5 separate regions of the Mus musculus genome follow, and regions 1, 2, 3 and 4 are each linked to region 5. Evidence: chromatin contacts called from public Hi-C and promoter capture Hi-C data. All regions are on one chromosome and are shown on one strand. The core of a region is the stretch at or near the end of the contact, and the rest is flanking DNA. Distances in the headings are between cores, read along the strand shown. Region 1 holds the start of Ivns1abp (influenza virus NS1A binding protein). Region 2 holds the start of Axdnd1 (axonemal dynein light chain domain containing 1). Region 3 holds the start of Trmt1l (tRNA methyltransferase 1 like). Region 4 holds the start of Cep350 (centrosomal protein 350). Region 5 holds the start of Rnasel (ribonuclease L (2', 5'-oligoisoadenylate synthetase-dependent)).

What was found. Promoter capture Hi-C pulls out the DNA fragments that hold promoters and counts their contacts. A called contact is a pair of places that touch in the nucleus more often than the background predicts. Capture Hi-C pulls out chosen DNA fragments and counts their contacts.
Region 1: a contact with region 5 is called in a promoter capture Hi-C map of adipose tissue, with 2.8 times the contacts expected there. The contact joins the promoter of Ivns1abp here to the promoter of Rnasel in region 5. A contact is called at or near these places in 1 of 39 promoter capture datasets (pre-B cells), 1 of 484 Hi-C or Micro-C datasets (CD8 T cells), 2 of 115 datasets of contacts at active chromatin or transcription factors (memory CD8 T cells and thymic regulatory T cells) and 2 of 9 other capture datasets (adipose tissue and liver).
Region 2: a promoter capture Hi-C map of pre-B cells shows a contact between it and region 5, with 3 times the contacts expected there. The contact joins the promoter of Axdnd1 here to the promoter of Rnasel in region 5. A contact is called at or near these places in 2 of 39 promoter capture datasets (liver and pre-B cells) and 1 of 115 datasets of contacts at active chromatin or transcription factors (astrocytes).
Region 3: a contact with region 5 is called in a Hi-C map of CD4 T cells, with 4 times the contacts expected there. The contact joins the promoter of Trmt1l here to the promoter of Rnasel in region 5.
Region 4: a promoter capture Hi-C map of liver shows a contact between it and region 5, with 2.6 times the contacts expected there. The contact joins the promoter of Cep350 here to the promoter of Rnasel in region 5. A contact is called at or near these places in 1 of 39 promoter capture datasets (neutrophils), 1 of 484 Hi-C or Micro-C datasets (CD4 T cells) and 1 of 9 other capture datasets (liver).

What each region holds. Positions count from the first base shown.
Region 1 is chr1:151,342,603-151,347,027 of GRCm38.p6, reverse strand. Ivns1abp (influenza virus NS1A binding protein) reads right to left here and starts at 2,530. Exons shown (of 15, transcript NM_054102.2): 1 at 2,273-2,530. It also overlaps the pseudogene Gm10138.
Region 2 is chr1:156,418,791-156,423,661 of GRCm38.p6, reverse strand. Axdnd1 (axonemal dynein light chain domain containing 1) reads left to right here and starts at 2,747. Exons shown (of 26, transcript NM_001346967.1): 1 at 2,747-2,816; 2 at 3,132-3,327; 3 at 4,251-4,423. The coding sequence starts at 3,234.
Region 3 is chr1:151,425,403-151,429,822 of GRCm38.p6, reverse strand. It overlaps Trmt1l (tRNA methyltransferase 1 like), which reads right to left and starts at 1,281. Exons shown (of 15, transcript NM_026876.4): 1 at 721-1,281. The coding sequence starts at 946. It overlaps Swt1 (SWT1 RNA endoribonuclease homolog (S. cerevisiae)), which reads left to right and starts at 1,388. Exons shown (of 20, transcript NM_025819.4): 1 at 1,388-1,526.
Region 4 is chr1:155,970,614-155,975,568 of GRCm38.p6, reverse strand. Cep350 (centrosomal protein 350) reads left to right here and starts at 2,314. Exons shown (of 38, transcript NM_001039184.1): 1 at 2,314-2,720.
Region 5 is chr1:153,747,880-153,752,503 of GRCm38.p6, reverse strand. It overlaps Rnasel (ribonuclease L (2', 5'-oligoisoadenylate synthetase-dependent)), which reads right to left and starts at 3,078. Exons shown (of 9, transcript NM_011882.2): 1 at 2,897-3,078; 2 at 445-645.

The DNA of each region.
Region 1 (4,425 bases), core at 1,281-3,780, 2.4 Mb after region 5:
CAGCCTTAGATACCGTAGAGGCGGATAAAGCAGAGAAACCGGCTCAGGCAAAGAGGAAGATAAGACATGGCAGCACAGAGTCCAGAAACTGTGGCTGTTTTGGTTTCAATAGAAGGTAGACTGCAGGATGCACATGGTACACGGTGAAGCGGAAATTACCAACTTATTTTAAGGTTTAAACAATGCTAAGTATGGAGACCAGATGAAGGTTTGACAAAAGGGTGTTAGAGAAGGTGTGGTGGGGGCATGCCTGGAAAGAACATGGAGACATTTAATGAAGATTAGACACACCCATGCTGACTTGGTCTTCAACTAAGGCGCTGAGTGAGGGCTGAAGGCATCTTAACATGGGCGCACCACTATCAACATGCCACTTTTAGAATAAGAAAGAAAAAAGAAGCAAGACTGGGATGTTCTAATGCTGAGGTACTTTTGGATATCCAGGCTGACATCAGAAGTGTAAAGAGTACTGTTACAGGGCTAGAAACATTAACACAGTGGTAACTGAACCAGAAATCACTCCAATAATACTTTTAACACCAACAGAAGGTAGGAATATGCTCAACCTTCAAAAATTCCTACCTGCAGCATCTGACTATACCATCAAACTGCTAAAAAGCTAGAAAACAAAAACAAACAAACAAAAACCCAACCAAACAAACGAACAAAAACAACAAAAAACCCTCTGGGGTAAGTCACATTAATATCACTGGCCAAGACAGTCAAGAAACTTTTTTGAAAAACTAAATTTATATGGCACTTAAAACATCCAAACAAGAAATGCAAAAACAAGGTCAACCTCCCACCAATAACTAAAATAAAGCGTGAAATGCTGTCTTTGGAAAAGACAAAGTTAGAAGGCAACTATAAATTAAGACAAAGGCTACAGAAATGGGAATCTATTAATTAACTCAAGATTTCACTAATTAGGAAATCAAAAGAAAGCCACCCCAGGCCTCCCTGCAAGGAAGCCACCAAAGTGTGGGTTTGATATAATGCCTGCTAGGTGGCATTACAGCATATTGGTTTCAATCCAGTTCTACCCAGTCAATGTTTACATCCAGGCTTACAAATAAGTCCTTTAACATTTTAAAGATATTAAAGACTTAGCAGGATTCAACCTGAAACTATTTTCTTAGTTATTTTTTTCCTAAGTCAACCACTGGTGTTAAAATTAAAGAAAATATGGCTAAGGTGATTTAGTCCGTGCGGCTTGTGTGCTCTTACTTCCAGAGCTATGGTGTATTGCCAAAACAGGAGACCACAACAAAACTCCTAAGAACTTGATATCTGGGTGTTCTAACCTCCACTACTGACAGACATTAAACAAAACGTTGCCTTTTAGGCCGTCCGACTTCTTTTTGATCGAAATGTTTGCTCTCCGGAATCATTTATCTGCAACTTATTGAGGGAAAGGCGGAAATATTTCTCAAATTTGTGTGTGTGTGTGTACAGATTTCCTTACGTTAATCTCCACTCTGACACTCCCCGGTGTCTTATCAACGAGGTCCTTTACCCAAAAATAGAAAAAAAAAAAAAAAGGTGATCGGACGAAAAGCCTGCTCTCCACCTATTTCTTTCAGAGAACATGGAGCCTGTGCCCCGGCGCGCCGGGGACCCCGCGCTGCAAGGCCTGGGGCGCGCTCTCGGCGGGTACAGCGAGGCACCCGCACACCCCCGGCCGCGATTGGCCGCGATTGGCCGGCGGCGCAGTCACTCAGAGCTGACACGTCAGGGCAGCCGCTCCCTCGCTCCTCCCGCCTCCTTTTCCCCGCGCTTGGCAAGAAAAGCGGGCAACGTGGAGCTCGAACAAAGGACCCCGTGGTCCACGGCGACCAGGGACTCCGTGCCACCCCACGCCTAACCCCTGGAACCGATGCGCTCTGAGGGCGGCTCTGTGTCCCCACGCGCCGGCCGCGGGGAGTCTTAGCCCGGAGAGCCCCAAACCGCAGCCGGCACCTCGCTCCTGACAGCGGGAAACGATGTCTACAGTCCTCGGTGGCCGCCGCTCTCATCCGGCGGGTCATCCCTCCTAGTCCTCCGCCGGGCCAGGTCCCGGGGACCCTCCGTCACCCAGCGCGGAAGCCTGACGATCCCCGCCCCGGCGGAGGAAGGTCCGGGACCACCGCGCTCTTCCCCCGCCAGCCGGCAACCGAGCCGAATGCGGAGCCCCGCGATGCCCGTGTCTCCCGGGACAGCGGGACGCTCCGCACCACCACCATCTTCCCACCCCGCCCTCTCCCTCCCGCGGCGCCCGCGTACAGCGCGTTACCTGGGTCATCTCTGAAGAGATGGCGAAATTCATCTCCAGAGCTTCGACGGGCTGCAGGCGGAAGGCGCTGGAAGGGGCTCGGGGCGACCGGGCGGGAGGCTGCGGGCTGAGGAAGACCAGTGGGTACTCGCGGGAACTCGCTCGCCGCCACGACGCGCCCAGCACCTCCGAGCGACTGACCGACCTCCACGCGCGTCCCGAACACACTGCCACCGCCGCCGCCGCCGCGCGCGCTCGCGCCGCACTCCCTCGCACGTCACCACGTGCGCTGCCGCCAACGCCTCCCGGCCGCTTCCGGCTCTGATGCCTGAGCGAATCACAGGCGAGCTCCCGGGAAGATCCCGCTCTGAGGCTCCGCCCCCGGACAGGGCCCCGCCCACCTCATAGCTCTTTTCCTCAACCGCCCCCTCCTTCCTTCTCGGCTCAACTAGGTCAGCGCAAGGTGATCCGGGAGAGCGGGGCGGCGGGGACCGCTCCTCCTGTTACTTATCGAGCGCGCGCTCCCTCCCGAGCCTCACACCCTCGCTTCGCCCTTTTTTTTCCACTGTCCAGGAACTGGTTCCCTCCTTCCTCTTCCACCTGCCCTACCTTCTCCAGAGATCCGACGTGGCGATTAGAGTTCTCAGCGTCACACTGACTTCTAGGCAACTAGCCTAGACTGGAGCTGCGTGTTGTGGGAACCCCGCGGCAGTAGTTGAGCATCAGGCTCTTACCTTGGAGGTGGAGGGGTGAGAAGAATGGAGGAAGAAGGGATAAGTCAGAGGAGGGCCTGAACAACTAGCCCCTCTATTGGCCTGCTTTGGGTGAGCATTCAGTGAGTGTGTTTAAAAAAAAAAAAAAAAAAAAAAAAGGTGAAAGAGATATTATCGGTGTGCCATAAAATGCGTGTTCACTTCTACTTTTTGTCCCCCTCTGGTATCAGTTCCTGATGTCTCGACTTCTTTGGACAAAGAAAAGTAGCTTGGGGAATTGTTAGTCCCTATCTCTACCCCCTGGGGCCTTTTAACCCAGGAGCCAAGCCCAGTCATCCACCCACCTTGCCCCTAGGAGGCAGGCAGTTGTTTAGGTCAAATGTGATTTAAGCTGGGCTCCACTTCTTCATATGACTCTGAAGCACATGCTGGGAAGTTTCCTTGATTGAAGATGAGGGGATTTGGTGAGATTATATCCAAAGGTCTATAAAGTATACACATAATCGAGTTAGGTAAAGGTTTCCAGATTAATGCTTATACTGGTTTATAGAGGGCGCTTACACAGTCTAGACCTGACTTTGATCATCCCGCTTAATTTGTAGCCATTTCTTGGAGCTCTTTGACAATGCTTCCTACCCTTCTTTAATGTGTTAGCGGGTAGGAAATAGAAATTGGGAGGGGGGTCTTCATTACTTTTAAAAAATAAGATCTTGTGGCCAGGAGACGTTTCTTTTTTGTTGTTGTTTCACAAAAGGAGGAAGTAGAAACTGAGCTGTCAGCTAGTATGATTATGTGTCTTAGAGAAACTGGCATTTGCCGTCCAGCTTTTCTCTTTGATAGCACATTACTTTTGTTGCAAATGACACTATTAGGGACCTGGATTACTGAGCTCCTTCTGGCAGTGAGAGAATATGAACTGCCCACTTGGGACAGGCACATGACTGGCCTGCCGGACACATGGTCCTACTTGCTGTACACTAAATAGCGTCTTTGTAATCTGGAACAGTCAACACTCTCTTAAAGCGACAGTGTGATCGGAGTCAGTGCATTTTGGCCTTCAGTATTTCCTGCTCTATGAATCCTGGCATAATTTTACATAGTATCTGTCTTTCAGGCATCTCAGTATGTATAATAGCCACTGACACTTGGAAGTGAGCCATAAATGATTATTTGCATTCTTTGTAATAGTAACAAAGGACATAATGTTGATCTCGGGGCGGAGAACATAGTTTAGCAGTAGAGTGCTTGCCTAAAGCACCAGGGTGCTTGGGTTTCATCTCTAACACTGTAAACACACAAACACATTATATACACAGATTTTCTAAGACTGATCATTATTAATTTATTTGGGTGTATGTTTTATGTCAGATAAGTTGGGAATTGGTGACAATAATCACCTTTGTTGTTTCTCTTTGATCATGCTTCAGATATTGTCCCATACTGAATTCTGGCCAATGATTT
Region 2 (4,871 bases), core at 1,498-3,997, 2.7 Mb before region 5:
CCGCTACCAGGTGCTGCCTCCTCCATTGTGCGGCTTGTACAGCTGCCGTTCCCACAGAGCTGCTGCCTGGCTTTCCATAGCCCTGCCCATGACCAACACCTCTGCTGAGCATATATATCCCTCCAGAATAACCAAGGCCGCATCCTCCACAACCACTATCATTAGCAAGTTTTCGAAAGAGAGATGGCCACCACTGCTGCCACCAAAATGGCCACGGGCAAAATTACCACAAACTACCTCATTGGAACCACCTTGGCTAGAGGAAGCACTGGCTATCTATCCCTTGCTCTGACAGAGCTATCTTCATTTCCTAGCCATTCAGTCTGATTCTGAATGATAATCTTATCTAGGATATCATGCTCAGTGGAGGATATGAAAACAAAACCCCTTCTCACTGTCCTGGCCAACCGTGATGTCAATTGCTTCAAAATCTTTCATGCTGTGCAAAACAATATGAAACTGTTCCTTGGAGCCCTTAATGCCACCCACAGAGATCTTTATTTCAGTTCTGGGTGCACCTGGTCTTTGAGAAATTCCTCTGGATAGTTTTATTTGGTCCCACCACTCTTCCTGTGTGGCCTTGCATTCACAGCTGCATCAGCTTGCTCCACAGTATTGAAAGTGACTTTCGAAAGGCCCTGGAGCGGTTGTTGAAGGTCCCTGTTCCCTCCCACATACTGAGTGAGCGCTCCCTGCTTGCACAGTGACTCCTCATCAGACATTTCAAAGCTCAGAGAGTTTCCATAGCTGTCGGGCTCTGTAGCAGAATGCCTAAGCTTTTCCGCTCATGGCTCCTTTTCTCTGGAGTGTTTGTTTGTTTTTTGTTGTTGTTGTTGTTGTTTTGTTTTGTTTTATGTGTGGCCTGGAACTCGCAAAGATCCACCCCTACCTCCCGAGGGCTGGGACTTAAGGAATGTACTACCATGCTTAGCCGATTTTATTTTTACATTGGGTTTCTAGATCCTGACTGAATGTTAATAGTGCAGGATGTAGAGCATCTTCAAAGTTTGTTTGTTTGTTTTTAAGATTTATTTATTTTATTATATAAATAAGTGCACTGTCACTGTCTTCAGACACACCAGAAGAGGGCATCAAATTCTATTACAGATGGTTGTGAGCCACCATGTGGTTGCTGGGAACTGAACTCAGGACCTCTGGAAAAGCAATCAGTGCTCTTAACTGCTGAACCATCTCTCCAGTACAAAGTTTTGTTTTTAAATTGATATAAACACCGATGCTGAGAACACAGCTTTGCACAAATATGCTGATCTCAATTAAAATTTAAGATTTTTTTTTCCTTTCTCATGTAGCCCAGGCTGGTCTAAAATTCATTATGTAGCCAAAGATAGGCTTGAACTCCTGATCCTCCTGCCTCCATCTCTCCAGTGCCGGGGTTACAAAGTGTGTTCCATCCACCACATTCCACCATTTAATGATTTTGTTGTCATTAAAAATGAAACTCAAGCCTGCAATTCTAACAGCATTATTTAAAACCAACATTTGGGGGCTGGAGAGATGGTTTAGTAGCTAAGAGGGCAGACTGCTCTTGCAGATAACCTGAATTTGGTTCCTAGAACCCATGTCAGGTGGCTCACAACCACCTGTAACTCCAGGGGGTCTGATTCCCTCTTCTCTGGGGCATCTTCCCTCACACACAATAAGCACATATACATAACCTAAAAGAATTAAAAGTATAAAATCAAAGTGAGCAGTCATGCCAACCGTGAGTGTGGCACACCCACAAGAGCTTTCTCTTGTTCAATCTACAAACTGTTTTATCAACGTCACAAGCCAGATGCACAGTCTTGGTTAACTTGAGTCCAAGTGGACCCTAAACCTTCATAAACCGACACCCCCCCCCACCCCCCCACCATGCTGTCCTTTGCCCCTGCACGACAATGAATAGCCATTTGATTCAATAAATGGACACAATCTCTGAAGAGATTTCTCCCATCTCCCTTGCACTGCAGGAATGGGTGGCAACAGTTAGGTCATGCAGGGTGAGCAGAGTTACTCTGTGCTCGTTTCCATAGGCGCGTCAATGGGAAGATTGTTGCCAACTACTGATCATGATGTGCTTGCTCCTACAATCAGTAGATTCTTTAGAGAGAATGCTAGAGAGCCGATGCTACTGCAAATGCAAATTGGGGCCCATTTCTTTCTTTGTAACCTCCATTAGCCTAGGTGAGAAAGTCCTGCTCAGGTATTTGTCTTCTCCTTCAGCTACTGTTGGCATAGAAAGCTACCTGACACTAAGATGAACCGCACTTACGAACACGAACTGAGTGCATAGAAGTGACTTGAACAACAGAACTAGGCTGTTTGCTAGTTTACTCCTCCTCCTCTCTTTTTGAGACAAGGTTGTCACTAAGTTTCCCTGGCGGATTCAGAACTCATAGATTATGCTAGCCCTGAACAGATTCAAGAGCAGAAGGTCTCATTGCTACATCACCCTCTCTGCAAGGGCAGGGCCCGGGGAGTCTCTACCGGCGCAGGTCTGCGCTTGCGCAGTCTGCACCCGGAAGCGCGGTTTCGAGAGCCTATCCCATTCCGAGACAACAACCCGATTCAATATTCTTCCTTATTGCTACTACCCATGACTAAAAACACACGGAAACTTCTAGAGAGTGTAGAGACTCCTTTTCATCTCTTTTCTTTTGACGGCTCTGCCGGAGGCGGCTCGGCCCGCAAGTTGCTAGGACGGGGGGGGAGCGGGGAGCGTGGGGGGGGGGGCAGAAATGTGCTGCGTTGCTATGACGACGCAGGGCGTTCCGGAAAAGGGATGGCCTTCCGACGCCAGGCGGCAAACACAACTTGTGGGTACAGCGGCCGGTGTCGTGCACTCCTACAGTGCAGTCCTAGGACTTTGCTGAAAGAACCGTGGGAGCCCCGCCCCACTCGCGCCCGCGGAGCTGGGTCGCGCTGACCCGCCCGCAGTCTGTAGGGAGGCGGAGCCTGACTTTCCCGGGCTGGGCCCTGACTCTGACCCACCCATACCCCATCTCTGTCATGTCAAGTTATCTTAGAGGGCTCCCCAAAGAAAGGAAACCACGCCAGATGAATTCTGAAATTCAGTCTGAACACAAACACTCAAGAGATCTCTCTGTTCATTTGCTTTGTTTTGCCTACAGAATTATGGACAGCTTGAAAGTCTGAACACGATTTTGATTTGTTTTTGAATTAATTTTTTGGAGGATTAATAGTTCTGAGAGTGATCCCAGGCATTGATTATTATGTCTCTCCACAAAGTGTCGGACACTTCGCTGACCTCCCCATCAACATCTGAGTCCAAACAGGCAAAACTCTATGTAGTCAAGGAGGCAAAAGGTAAACTTAAGGATGCCGTGGACAGAACCATTAGGGCTACTGAAAGAATTTGCAATCCGTTCTCCCTTTCTCCTTAGCCAGCCTGAACACTCACCAAGTCAGAATACTGTTTCATCTTCATTTAAATACTAATAGCTATATGAAGTTTGGTTGCTTCTTCTCTGACTTCAAGGGAGCTTTAAAAACATAGTTATGTGGATAAGAAAAACATAACTTAGTTCAATATGCCTATTTGTATAAGATTCAAGATGTTTTTTGAGATTCCTTAAGATTTCCATCCTTGGGGCTGTGTCTTGGAAGGCAGAGGCAGGTGATCTCTGTGAATTTGAGGTCAGCCTGGTCTACATAGTAAATTCCAGGCTAGTGGGAGCTACATAGTGAGACCCTGTTTCAAGAAAAATGTAAAAAGACGTAATGATAAATGTAGAACCTGTACCAGAATAAGAATCAAGGCAGTCACCGTCTCACTCTTGCTCATCAGACTGAGGCTATCTCCAGTCTTAAGGTCACAGAGCTTTTTGGGTTGTTTCTTATTTATATTTTGCTACAGTTCCATCATCAACTCAAGGAGGTACGGATTCAACTCAAGGACTTACACTAAGCAAGCACTCTATCCTGAGCTAGCTACCTATTCACTATTTATGTTGCAGGGCAGTGGAGGGGTTGGGGCTTGGGTTGGCTGTACACTCACTCTGTGTAACCCAGGCCTTTTACTTTGTATCTCTCTGCATGTTCTCACATCCCCCTTCCACTCTTCCCTCCACCCTTCTAGCTACTCCTGCTTTAAGTATTCTTTGTAGCTGGGCTCCTCTGCTAGAGGCACCCTTCTTGTTAGAAACACAGGATACTGCTGAGGCAGTCTGGGAAACTTTAACTCCCCGGAACACTCCATTAAAAGTTTGTCTTTCCTAATACTTCCTTAGGGCTTCCTGAGCTAAAGGAGAAAAAATCCATGGTGAACCACCTCAAACCCCTTCCTCCCCTTCAGAATGACTACAGAATCCCCGAGGAAGTTCTTCTCTCTCTGAACTATGCAGCTAATGCCGGTCCCTGTCCTGAAAGCTTACTGCCTGTGAAGAAACCTAAAGCCCCAAAGGTTTGTATATACATACCTATCATGTTTGGGGTCACAATCCCTTTTTTAAAATTCACTTTGTTAAGTGTTTGGTGAGCAGAAGTTGTGTTCAGATGATCTTTTAAAATGCATATTTAAATTAAAAAAAACCGTTATTATTAGTTCGTGTGTGAGTTTGGGCTCAGGGTCAGAAGACAGCTTTCAAGGTCTGCTTTTCTCTCTCCAGCATGGGCTGGGGGTGGGGGGAGCACAAGTCATGCATGGGGTTGCAAGCTCTTTCAGCTGCTGAGCCATCTTACCAACTACAAAATTCAAAATTCAGATCTTGCTGAGCATGGTGGCTGGCACTGATAGTTCTATCACGTCAGAGGCCGAAGCAGGAGGATTGCCACAAGTTCCAGGCTGACTGGGCTATACAATAAGATCCTGTCTCAAAAACAAAAACAAAAACAAAAACAAAAACAAAGCC
Region 3 (4,420 bases), core at 32-2,531, 2.3 Mb after region 5:
AAAAAAAAAACAAAACTCGTTGAATTTTTTTTTTTTAGGCCCGCTGTGCAAAATGTTAAGAAGATCCTTAAAATGCTAATAATTATCAGTCTTATGTTTCTTATATGAACCGAAAAACCACCACTCGGAACATGTATAAACACATTCAGAAAATAAAAATATGGGCTATACGTTTTCACGATCGTTGTCCTTTGGAATGAAGTACAAAGCTCAATTAGTATTTGGCAGATACAAGAGACGGAGTTTCTATTCTCGGGAGCAAAGTATACTCCAGCAATGAGACAAATCCATCAGTGTGTATAAGTCCTGACTGAAAAATGCTTTCAGTTTCTCAATCTTGATCTACTACTACCTTAGTACCTCCATTACTGTAACACAGTGGAAAGTTTTAAAACTATTGTAGACTGGGTTGAGATGGAAACTACTAAAGACACTAACGGACACAGCCACTAATTTCATTGTTTATTTTTCTCTGCCTCACGCCTGGCCTTCATATATCCTTCAGGATGATATCCTCGAGGTTTATGGAAGAAGTATCCCTTTCCATGCTGTATTCCTTTTACTCTTACCTGCCGCTCTGGTTCCTCCTCCTCCTCCCATTTTTCTAAATTTGCCTTTCCACATTAAAAAAAACACCCTGGAGAAGGGCCTCCCCTATTCCCCAGCGAGGCATGGTTTCTCGCTTCTCTGCGGCAGAGAGATCAGGCCGTCTGCACTTACTGCTTTCAGCCTCCTCGGGGACAGAGGCTAGGGACGGGGACAGGGCCGGAGCCGGGGCCGGGGCAAGGGCTGGGGCTGGATCCGAGTCCGGCGTCGGAGCCGAGTCCAGAGCCGTATCTGCGGCCGGAGCTGGGACCGGAGCCGAATCCGGGGCCCGGGTCGGGACCCTGACCTGGGCCTCCTCCTTCTCCTGGGGTAGCAGCTCCTCCTCCGCCATATTCTCCATAGTTACGGCCTCCGAGCCAGGGGACGCGGAGGGGACTCGCGGCGGAGTGGGTTAATAGACGTTAATGCACACAGGGCTGGATCCAAGGGCGGGGAAGCAATTGGGAAGGCTGTACGCGTGCCACAGACAAACGGCGGAGCTCCAGTGACCCAACCCTGTCAGCAGAAAAACTGAAAGCCAGAGGCAGCGGTTCGACCCTTCGCCGGCTTCCCCTTCCCCGAGGCGTTACGACGCCACCACAGACTGCGCAGAAGCGTGTGGCGGACAGTGTCCAATGAGGAAAAAGAGTTCCGTTTCCTCGGTACGTCCTCTGCATCACTGGCCGCCACCGAACCGAAATAAGACTACAACACCCAGGAGGCATCGCGCCTCATGGGCGGTGCTCAGTTCCGGTCCTTGGAGGAAACACACACAGAGCGCCGAGAACTCTAGAATTGCCTGGAGCGTTCGGCTCCTGGCGGGGGTCCGAGTACAGAACTACATTTCCCAGTGTGCAGCGGGCTCTGGGAAGGCGCTTTGGGTGTCCGACTGGTCCGGGGAATCGCCACTGTCGCTGTGGCTGCTGCTGCCGCGGACTCAGGTAAGTTAGGGTATTCCGGGCGCGTGGACATCTCTCTGGGCGACAGCTTTTCACTGCTGGCCTCCTGTACCCGGACGTCGGTCGGGCTCGGGACCCGCGAGCTGAGGTCTGGGCCGGGCGACTGCGGGGGCTGGTCGGAGGTCGGCCGGCTCGTGGAGTGTGTGGCCGGGTTGCTCCAGCTGGACCTGAGGCGGTGGGGGGACCGATGGCGGCTTGTGTGGGGGTGGGCCGAGGCAGTTTATGAATCCCAGAAGCACTTTTCTGTCAGCCCCCTGAGGTAGAGTCCTGACTCCGCTCTCCACAACTTTCCCCCCCACAACTTGCGACCCGGACGCTCTTCACTTTTTCAATTTTGCCTCTAGGTTAAGGATAGCAGAATAGGCGCGGTGTGGTTGTAGGAGATTGTTTTGCAGTTTTGACCTGTTTTGTTTTGTTTTTTTTTAGGCTTTTACTAACAAATGTATCACTTTGATGCATTTCAGATTCTCTAAGGAATATGGCCAGGGAATCCTCTGCGCCTCAAGTTTTATAAATATATATATCCTGGACTTGTTTATCACCGAAGTCTTATTTGTTCTCTTCACTTTATTTCTAATAAGCACACTGGAGCAGACTGGAAAAACAAAACAAAAACAACCCAAATTGATCTTTCTTTCAGGTTGCCTGCTTCGGACTGTCTTGAGCGTTTAAGGCAAGAGGGGAGGTTCTCAGGTTTTTTTCCTCTGTTGGGAAACCATAGGAGACGGTGTGTGATTGTTTGTTACTTTGAAATGCTGTCTGGAAGTTTTGCTCTCTCATTGTCCTTCCTAGTTGGAGTGTTTGAAGGTGTTTTTCCTTCCCCAGTTTAACGTAAACTTTGTCCCCACCAGTCTTTTGCAAGTTCTAAAGCCCTTAAGGGCTACGAATGTACTTATCTCAGTGGTAAAGTATTTGCTTAGCTCCTTAGCTTAAAGGTCAGAAGCCTGGCCCCACAAGACGACTGAAGGCCTTTTAACCGCTTTTGGACTAGGATTCCTATGTGGGGAGTTAACTATTTAACGATTAAAAGTGAGACAATAGCACCTATTACAACCTGTAGAAATGGTAACTAGGACCAGAGAGATTGTTCAGTGGTTTAGGTCACCTGCTTTTCTTGCGGAAGACTCTTATCAGTTCCCAGCCATCCACTTGACAGATGGAAACCATCTGTAACTCCAGGTCCCAGGGATTTGATGCCCTCACAGAGACTTGAATGCAGACAAAACACATAAAGCACATAAATACATAATATATTAAAAAAAAAGAAATGGTATTATTTTTAATTGACAGAACACCTCACCCCACCTCACCCCTCCCTCTGCCTTTGGTATTCATAACAGGCACTGTGTCTTAGCTCTAAATGACATCCTTAGTACTTGTAGTACTTGTTTTTTTTTTTTTCCCATTTATAAAAAGAGTAAATGATTAATTTGAGAGCTTGACTCAATATTTTAACCTTATTTAACACCAGCTAGAAAACAGATGACAACAATTTAATGTTAGCATGGGGATTCTGTGGCAGTTTAAATTCAGAATTTCTAAGCATGAGGGAATTTTCAGTTTAAAGGCTTAGGAGAGTATATTAAGCATCAGTTGCATTACTGCATAAGCTATCTTATATTTTTGTTTGTTTGTTTTTTCACATCAAGGTTTCTCTGTGTAGCCCTGGCTGTCTTGGAACTCACTCTGTAGACCAGGCTGGCCTTGAACTCAGAAAAACAGCCTGCCTCTGCCTCCCAAGTGCTGGGATTAAAGGCGTGCGCCACCACGCCCGGCCCTGTTAAGCAACAATAAAAATAATTTCAACAGTTTTTGTGGACCAGGAATTAAAAATGAACTTCCTGGCTGTATTAGGATTTGGGTCTTTAACGACGATATACTGAAGCTACCTGGTAGATCCACTGTTGTCAGGTAAAGACTTGACATGGGTCAGCTTCAAAGTTACTCACATGCCAGAAACTTGATTTTGGTTGCTGGACTATTTGAGTGACTGTGTTGTGGAAATGTCAGTGAAATAAACCCTCCTCAAGTTGCTTTTAATCATGGTTTTTATTATAGCAATAGAAATCCTAGCTAATATATACCATGCAGTGGCTTTGATTATACGGGTTAGTCCTGTTTATTATGGAAGATGCTATATAAGCATTATTGAACCAAAAGCTGCAATGTTTTAGGTGAACAATCTTATGGCAGGACATTTTAGAATTTTTCTACCTTTGATCCCTTTTTGCTTGAAATGATTTTATTGGACCCAGGGTTATAGAGATTTAAAATAAATACAAATCTAACATTTCTGAAAACCTTAAATTTATTTTAAAATAATTCTTTCTATTTATTTATTTATTTATTTAGAGACAGGGTTTCTCTGTGTAGCCCTGGCTGTTCTGGAACTCACTCTGTAGACCAGCTGGCCTGGAACTCAGAAATCTGCCTGCCTCTGCCTCCCAAGTGCTGGGGTCAAAGGCTGCGCCACCATGCCTGGCTAAAATAATTCTTTATATATGTAATTTTACCATTAGAGGTAAAAGCAAGTTTGTGTGCTAATGATTGTGTGTTTATTTATTTTTATATAATGAATTAAATCTTGACTGGATATTTGATGATACTGCAAGAAAATCTTCAACATTTCAGAGTTGATTGATCGATTGATAGTTTGATTTTTTAAAAGGAATTTTATTTATTTATTTACTTTATGTAAGTACACTGTAGCTGTCTTCAGACACACCAGAAGAGGGCATCTGATCTCATTACAGATGGTTGTGAGCCACCATGTTTTTGCTGGGATTTGAACTCAGGACCTCTGGAAGAGCAGTCAGTGCTCTTAACCGCTGAGCCATCTCTCCAGCCCAATAGTTTGATTTTTATAATCATCAATT
Region 4 (4,955 bases), core at 1,065-3,564, 2.2 Mb before region 5:
CTTTGTGATTACAGAGTTCATGATCTTATGATCTTGGTGTACCATGAAGATGACAGATGTCGCAATGAAACATGATCAACCCACAAAACTCTAAGAGGATACTTTGTCATCTGTCCAATGAACAGCATTGTGGAGTTTGCAGATAGAACAACTGCAATGTATAAACACCCAAACTCATGGCAATTCTCCCGTCTCAGCCTTCCAGGTTGGGCTTACTGGCATGTGTCACTATGCCTGGCTTTTCAAGACAATCCTATTGAATAGATACATTAGCTTGGATTCATAGGCATTAAGTGGAGGGTCTGGAGGGCTCAGAGGACACACAAGTGTTGAGAGCATTTTCTACTTTATTGTACCATCTTCAGGGAGATGGAGAGAGAAAAGCTTTGCCAGCAGGAAGTGAGAAGTTTCCACTAATCTTATCTTGGCAGCTGGAGGCAGGGTAGGGATAAAACTTGAGGCACCCTCTGAACGTACTGATTTAATCATTTGCACTGGAGGAATGTGGCTACTTTCATAAAACTGTGAGGGAAACGAACAGACTATGATACACTTGAAAGCCAATATTCTTGAGGGAGTAAAAAGAAATCACAGAGTGTCAAAAAGAAGAGAGATTATCTAGTATCTAGGCATGGTGGTGCAGGTCTGTGATCCTAGCACTCAGGAAGACTGTGAGTTCCATGCCAACCTGCAGGATCTTCTGAGAGAGAGAGAGAGAGAGAGAGAGAGAGAGAGAGAGAGAGAGAGAGTGAGAGAGAGAGAGAGAGAGAGAGAGAGCGCAGTTGAGAACCAATGCTGGAAATTTGATGAAAACAGGAGTTCAGGCTGATAGCAGAGAGCAATGCTGACACCATAACAAAAACCTCATTGCCTTTCTGTTGATCACGAGGTAACGTAGGAGGTGGGAAACTATGTTAGCTTTAGAGTAAAGGAGATTATTTCCCATTGATTGGTGCTATAATATTGGGCAGATAGTGTTTCAGAACCCACTATTAAAAAGTAATCATAACTCAATAAGGGGATTGGATACGTTCTTTAAAATAACTAGGCTGGAGAAAAGGTAAATTTCACTTTTCTTTTTATTACATGTATGTATGTATGTATGTATGTAATCATACATGTCTTCTCATGCACCTGCACGCAATGCAGATCAGAGGACACCTTAGAGGAATCTGCTCTCTTGGTCCACCATTCTGGGTCCGGGGATCAAACTAAGATCGCCAGGCGTGGTGGCAATTCCCTTTACCTGCTAATCCATTTCCCTGCCGCAGTTCCACCTTTCAAATCTTTTTCTTGCTACTGCTTGCGTACTCGGGATCTCCACAACTCTCATTCTTTGCTGAAGTGCTGTTCTCAGGGAGGGTGTATACATTGACATATGTGCAGGACTTTTGTACATTCACGTAGTTCCTGCTGAGGCGCGGCTGTCTTATGGGGAGGATCAGTTATTGTCGTCTGCTTTTATTGATATGGTCAAGGTAGCGAACATTTATTGAACATCTACAGTGTTGTAGTTACTGTGCCAGGCCCTACTGGGTATACATAGAAAAAGGAGACTTTAAGACACCCATGGTACTTTAGATGAGAAATAATTTCGAGGCAAAGTAACTATCGGAGCCCAGAAGGTGGAGAGCTTAGCTGCAGTGAGCACCTAGCGGAAGGTGTCAGGCATTATTCGCAGAAAAGCTGTCCTTTACAGTCTTGACAGACGATAAAATTCACCAAGCGGAGGCTGGTGACAAAGACAAAGCTAAGAGAAAATATGTTGACCCCAGAGGGCTTCTCAAACCACAACACCGAAGGGAAAGGAAACGTAGTTTTTGCTTGTTTTGGAAAGAGCTTAAGCCATCAGTGTGCGTGCTGAACAGAACTGTAAACCCCTGGCCAATGAGAGGGCCGCAGTGACAGCAGCGAGCAGCCGCAAAGCTGCGGTTACTCCGATCCGCCTAGAGTGACGATTCCTTCTGAATCGTCTGCCGGGTCCCGGATCCCTGGGTCACCCTTGTCAAGTCCTCAGCGTGTTTTGGCTCGGGGGTGACCCGCTCAGCCAGAAGGCCCAATTAGCGTCAAAGGGAAGGGGGTGGTCTCCTCTGCGGATAGACTCTGGCTCCTCCCGAGTCCCGCCGAGCTCCCAAAGCGCCACACCAAAGATGGCTTCCCCGCATCCTCTAGCCTCGGGTCCGATCGCGCTCCTCCGTCGGCCACACTCAACATGGCTGGCCTTCACCCAGGGTTGCATTCCTGCGGAACCGTCTCCGGACAGTTCTCGCGAGGTTTGGCGAGTCTCTCTCCCCCCCCCCCCGCCCTCTCCCTCCCTGACTGCTCCCGCCCTGCCTCGCGCCGCCGCCACCGCCACTGCCGCCGGCGCCGCTCCTCCTCCGTGTCAGTTGTTGAGCTGTAATGGCGACTGGGCCGCCGCTGCCGAAGTGACTCCCGGGGCGGGGGAGCGGGGCCGGACCTGCGCCTGAGAGGACTGCGGAGAGCCGCAGCTCGGGAGGGGGCTCGCGGCGGGGCAGAGGAAGGCCGCCTCTGCGCCTCTCCTTCCTTGCCTGCCGCCCGGCGGATCCCGGGAGCCGGGGCGAGGCGGGCACCCGGTGCGTCCCCGGAGCGGGGAGGCCAGGCCGGGCAGCCCTGGGGCCGGTCGGGGCGGCGTCACTGCACCCTCCGCCAGGCCCCGCGGGATGCACCGTGGGAGCCGAGGGCGGAGGCGACACTCTCAGGTGAGCTGCGGGGAGACCTGGCGGAGCCTGCTCCGCCTCGGATGTCTCTGTCCGCGGTCCCAGGTCCCCGAGGTGGCCAGAGAGGCGGGGCGGGGCCCCCCTGGCACTGCCTGACGTCCCCCCCGGGGACCCTCCTTGGGTCCCGAGACTTTTCCTGGAGGGTCATCCTGAGACCTGGGCTCCCGGACCTACTGGTGCCCACGGAAGACAAGATTTCTTTGCTTACCTGCCAGTGTCGCCCTCAGCACCCTCGCCCCTCCTCTTGTCTGCATAGAGTTAAGCCACCTCTCACCTTTGGTCTCCGAAGTGTCCCTTCTTCGTTTGGAGATCGAGCATATTTTGGGAAATTCCGGGGCACTAGCTCCAGTGTCAGGAACAGTTTCTGTTCCTTTTCCTGGGTGTAATATTCTCAAAGTGCAGTATGGGGAAAACTTTGATCACCTCCAGTCCAGCAGCAGTTGTTGAATGGAGTCCACCGGCTTATTCACACATGATTGGGTGGAGAGGGGGTGACATTTAACAAGCCTTACACGTTGGAAGTTGTCACTTTCCCTCCCCTCCCCCCTCTTTTAAATTCAGACTAATATGCTAAATCATATTTAGTTAATGTCACAGATACAGGCAGAAATTTGCCAGGGTTTTAGTTTTCAAGTTCGGAACTTGCAAATAGGTATAGATTTTTTTTTAAATGGATTTTTTGATGTTGTAACAAATGTTTCATTTGGGGGGAAAAAATAGGCCCTTAGGAATAGTGGTCGGTATCCATGTACTCTACTTAATTGTTTTGCTGGTGTTTCTTGTTTTGAAATTGGAGAAGTCGTTAGTGTTGCCATGTTAACCTGCTCCCTTCGCTTGTATTTTAAAGATTTAAATGGACAGTCCATCCTAGACCAACCTACTATTAGCACCTGGGAATTTTTGAAGAGGCAATAATGAAATACTACAAACTGCTCTCCATTTAAAAACTTTCTTAATTTAAAATACTGCTTTTTAAAAAGGCAGCGTGCTGCTAATAACTTGGGATTGTGACTTTGGGAGACTCCTAGACCTGTACTAGAAGTTATTGCAAGCCCATGAAAGTGTAAGAGGTTTTGTATGCTAAATTGACAAACTATTAAATGCAACAAATCTGAACTGTTACTGCATTCAACTTAGTACACCTTAATCAGAATATGAAGGTCATGCCAGAATACATTGTATATGTAGACAAATATGTATCTTGTCTTTTCATAGCAGAACTTTGTGCTTATAGTGATAGTAATGTTTGTAAACAATTTTGTATAAATATGAAAGACTTTTTTCTGACATGTATTGGTGTATAGTATTATTTTAAGACCATCAATACTATAGAATCAACCTTTTATGGTGTTAATACATTTATGAATTAAAGTTTTAAAATTTTTTTCTTCTGATTGTCATTTTTTAAAATCCATTTTTAACACACTATATAGAGGCAACAAGAAAGGAAGTGAAGTCCTTATGTAACCACTTTAGTTTGTTAAACTGCTATAATTTATAATGAGGGCAAAAGAGAAGTTTTACGAAATAACTGACTTTTTGGGGGCGAGGGTGGGGGGACGAGTGTACTTCCATGAATTAGTCTTTGTGTACTCTTGTGAGCAAAGGGGACTCAGATCTTTATTTTGTAGTTGTGGAAATGAACATACAAAGCCATTAATTTATGTGTGCTGTTTTTATTCTGCAGATGTTCTAGAATTAGCTACATTTTAAATTAAATATTAGCCTTAGATACTTTTGCTATTTGTTATTATTTCAAGATATTTTTAAAAATACATTCTTCCTTTGCACATGACACTTGTTCCTTGTGATTTCTGGTTTTTAAAGGCATTAGCATTTTCATAAAATTTTATTAATTATTAATAAGTCATGAATTATTATAATGGATCACTTCTCTTTGTAGTTGTGATTGTTATTTGTGCTGTGTGGGTCAAAGTGCAAAATAGTTTTCCTTATTGACTTTCCCCCATGTCAGTTTTTAGTGTAACATAGTTAAAGAACTGCAGTGTCTCTGCATTGGTTTTCTTGTCATCATCAGTCATTGGTGCTCCTCAGTGGAACTTCACGCTTACCTTTGAGTATTGGGTTATTATTTATTATTATTCCTCACCTGGCCTCCGAGTCCTGTTCTGGCAGAGGTTCTCTGTTGGTCACTGTGCACACAGTTTCTAGCATATATTAAACAATAAGAGTTGAGTTCATCTCAGTCCTAGGATA
Region 5 (4,624 bases), core at 1,829-4,328:
CATTCTCTGAGATCTACATCTGCAGTATATTCTGAATACGAAGCACCAAAGTTGTTGTCCAAAGCATTTGTGTAATGGGTCCTAACTGCCACTGGCTGTGAGGTGAGTTGGTGTAATGAAAAGAACAGAGGAGGGAAGAAAATCAGGGGACTCTGATATGGGAGGGAAAAGCCCACTCCAGAACAGAGCCCTGCAGCAAACAAGCCCGAGCTCACTTTCATTTTCTCCTTCCTCGGTTCAGAGCTGCGCCAGAAGCAGAGGACATAAATAAACAGTGTAAGAACCGTGACAGCACCCGTGGAAGCGCTTAGGAGCACAGGGACACAGCCAAGTTGCTATCAGTCCCAGCTCCCCAGTCCTCCAGACCTCTTCATCCTTGCCCCGACCCAGGCTGAGAGAGATTAGGCAAGGAACACCTCCACAGCCAGCTCTCCTCTAGCCTACCTTCTACTCCTCTTCTCAGCAGGCATTCCTTTGGCTGCAACAACCCCTACAGAAAATGCTTCCTTGTGGTGAGTCGCTGAGCCATCAGGGAGGAGCCAAGAAAGGAGTGAGAAAACGGAAGAACAGAAGTCATGGGTGCAGCGTCAATCCGGGCACAGCCTGAGCAATCTTCACCTCCTGGAGGAAGACAAGGGCTGTCCCCTGACCTCAGAGGACAGATATGATAGGCTTGTGCCTTCTCTGTTATCACAAGTCGCCTGTGTTCTTGGAAGGAAACAAGGAAATGAACGCACAATCTACTATGTAGCCATCTTGTCTTAGAATTTACTGCTGTGAACACACACCATGACCAAGGCAAGTCTTATAAGGACATTTAATTAGGACTGGCTTACAGGTTCAGAGATTCAGTCCATTATCATCAAGGTGGGAGCATGGCAGTGTCCAGGCAGGCATGGTGCAGGAAGAGTCGAGAATTCTACATCTTTATCTTCAGGCTGCTAGGAAAAGACTTGCTCTCAGGTAGCTAGGATGAGGGTCTTAAATCCCATGCCCACAGTGACACACCTACTCCAACAAGGCCTCACCTCCTAATAGTGCCACTCTGTGGGGTAAACATAGTGTCTTAGTTAGGGTTTTACTGCTGTGAACAGACACCATGACCAAGGCAAGTCTTAATAAAACAACATTTAATTGGGGCTGGCTTACAGATTCAGAGGTTCAGTCCATTATCATCAAGGTGGGAGCATGGCAGTATCCAGGCAGGCATGGTGCAGGCAGATCTGAGAGTTCTACATCTTCATCCAAAGGCTGCTAGTGGAAGACTGACTTCCAGGCAACTAGGGTGAGGATCTTATGCCCACACCCACAGTGACACACCTATTCCAACCAGGTCACACCTATTCCAACAAGGCCACATCTCCAGATGGTGCCACTCCCTGGTCCAAGGATATACAAACCATCACACATAGTCAAACCATCCCACAGCTAATACATGGCAGGCAGAGAGTCTTTTGCCAGTGATGACTGTAAGTGCTGCTTGGACTACAGTAGCTTACTACAAAATTCCAAAGCTCTGGGCAGAGCTTGCTCCTGATGCAGAGAAGGAATGTGTGTGTGTGTGTGTGTGTGTGTGTGTGTGTGTGTGTGTGTGTGTGTGTGTGTGTGTGTGTGCATTACATGCTGTGTGTGTTTGGGCAGGCTGATGGAGGTCAGAAGACAACTTTGGGTGTCAGTTCTCTGCTTCTTCCTGTACACCCTTCCAGGGCTCAAACTCAGGTCACCGGGCTTGTCTGGCAAGCACCTTTGCCTGCTGAGTCTCTAAGTACATTTAAAAGAAAAGGCGTATAATAAGATTTCTAGGTATGAAGTAGTCCCTGGCAGTCCCTATTCCTATGGGCTTCGTGGGTGCCTCGATATATCCCGCCGTTTCTGGTCTGTCTTCCTGTGTGCTATTTTGCTACCTGAACAGATAATAGTAACAAGGATTATGGTGGTGGTGGTGGTGGTGGTGTGGCAGCAGTTATGCTAAGGACAGAAAACATTTGTATAGCTCTTGAGTGTACTTCAGGAACTGTTCTGAGCACTTCACAAATACCAACCCAGGGATGCAAATCTTGTGATAGCTACTGCTTTTCACCCCCACTTTACAGCTAGAGAATCCAGGGAACAAAGCGGGTAAGTAGCTTGCTGTGCTTTGGAAACTGGGCTACATCACAGAGAAGGACGCTCCTGCCTTCGTTATCATTGAAGCCAGATGGGGAACCAAACAACTGCATCTTGTGCTGTATCTTATGATGAAAACCCCACAGGGAAGAGTTAAGCAGATGTGGAGGGGCCGTTAGAGTACTGGGATGGGAGTCCCTGAGACGCAGGCAGTCAGTAAAGTGTTTCCTTTATGAGTTATGGGAGGATGGGGTTTACTGACTTTCCCCGTGGCCTGTTCAGCTTGTTTTCCTTCTATAACTGAGGACCACCTGCTCAGAGGTGACACCACCCACATTGATTATTAATCAAGAAAATGCCCCCCAGGAACATGCTAACAGGCCCAGCTAGTGGGGACAATTCCCCAGTTAAGGTTCCCTCTTCCAGGTGACTTCCAGTTTGTATCTAGTTGAGAAAAACTAACCAGCTGTCCGACCACCACAGCTCTGAGCTGGCACTCTAAAGCTGTTCTGTTTTTGACGGCCACCTGAGCCACAAGTCACGTATGAGTCATCGAAGGGTTACTAATTGGAGTGCCTACACTGTTACCTTTAACCTAGACTGTTAGAATTAGGCACCCAGTGCCAGCCCAGAGCAGGTGACATTAGTTTGTCCTGAGCAGACGAAGTGACAAAGACTCCTAGAGAACACTGGCTCTCCGCCCCACCCAGAGCAGCTAGCTTGTGTTCAGGAAGCTTGCCTGTCATAAACAAATAAGAACTCCGCCCAGAAACCTCTGAGCCTTGCTTACATACGTGATCCTGACAGGCTTGGGGTGGCAGGAATGATCTGGGGTGCGAGGAAACAAAGACTCGTGCGCAACTGGATGCTGTTCGGAAGCAAGAGAAATTCCGCGAAGGACACTTTCACTGTTGTTTTCTAGGAACCAGACAGAACAAAGAGGAGCTTTGCCACAGAAAGCAGAAATCACTCAGATTAGCCAGCAGAGGGCGACGTTCAGCTACTTTTGGTCTTCATTCAGTTCCCTTGTTTGTGTCTTGTTCCCCCAAGGTCATGGGATGGCTACTCTAATTGTTGCCGATTTCCATGGGGTTGTTTGTGTCTGGGGGAAGTAATTCATACCGCCGCTGAGCGGAGCTGCCAGGGCCGTCTTGCTCACCCGTATGTGTGTTCCCTCATATTTAGAGTTGAGCCACAGTTGATATGTTGGAGAATAGGTTCCGCTTACAAGAACCAGCTAGTCCGAATGGGTCGTTTTGAAAAGCTAAGTTTCATTTCCCGCATCCTGGAACCTTCTCCCTAGAGAAGAGCTTTAAACAACCCAGAGCAGACCCCGGAGTCGTTGAAGATCTAACCGATTTGTAAGAGGTAAGGCTGGCGCGCTGGTTTGTTACTTTTTATTTATTTTTTATGATTTCCAAAGCCCAATTCTAAAAATGATTTGAGGCCACTTATAATACAAAATGTGCCTATAATAAAATCCTAAACTATAAACACATAAAGGATGAGAGACCCAGTAATTAACAGAGGAAGGCATCCATCAGATTCCACCAGAAAACTCAACTCTGGATCAAGGCCAGGGCAGGAAGTATAAGTCCCCCTTGTGAAGAAAACACAGTAATTCTTTAGCTGTCACATCACGTGAGCATGGGGGGAGGGGCACCTGGTACCAGCTGTCTGCTTTGGGGAGGGACAAATGCTGGGACAGATCTGCATGGAGGAGGACAGATCTGTATGACAGGAGAGTCTAAGACAGGAACCATGACTTCCCTTGGACCATCTTGAACCAAAGATCTCTTCTGGGTGGGATTTAAACTTTGAAGGAATAATTTACCAAGGGTAGACAGCAGGCACAGGAGTGAGTGGGAAACCTGGACTGGATACACGGAGAGGAAACAAACGGCCAACGCAAATGTAAGGGCATTTTCCCTCTTCCTCCTGAACCACTTCCCACTGTGGTATCCTCGATCCTTCCTTTGACCAAAAAGAACATCAGACTTCCGGCTCACATCCAGACTCGCACTTAGCTTACCAAACCCTTCTGGGAACTTGGGTAGAAGCCAGTGCTGTAACGTTGTACCAGTAGAAGGTTGACCTTCTCCTATCTGCAATGTGTGAGTGGTCTGGGCTGGCTGCTATGCAGCTCCAGCTGACTGGTATCTCTTTACATTTATTGGAGTGATTCACATAAACGCTCTGGCTTCTATGTCTTTAATGTTATAGGATTCTTACAGGAATTACAGGAATTAACATATGCCGAGTATTTAGAGCAGTATCTGCCGCAGACAAGTGTTTGCTGTTTTTGAGCATGTCACCAAGCCGTCTAACACACACTTTTCACACATTTTCTGTCATCACAAAACCTCTCTGAAGCCAATACTATTTATAGTCACATTTTATAATACAAAGTGAGAGCCTGAGAAATTGAGAAACATACTGATTAGCAACCTGCAGACACCAGATTAAAGTCAGTCGTGTGGCTCTAAATATTGCTCCATGCTTTCTGTGAGCTGTCCTG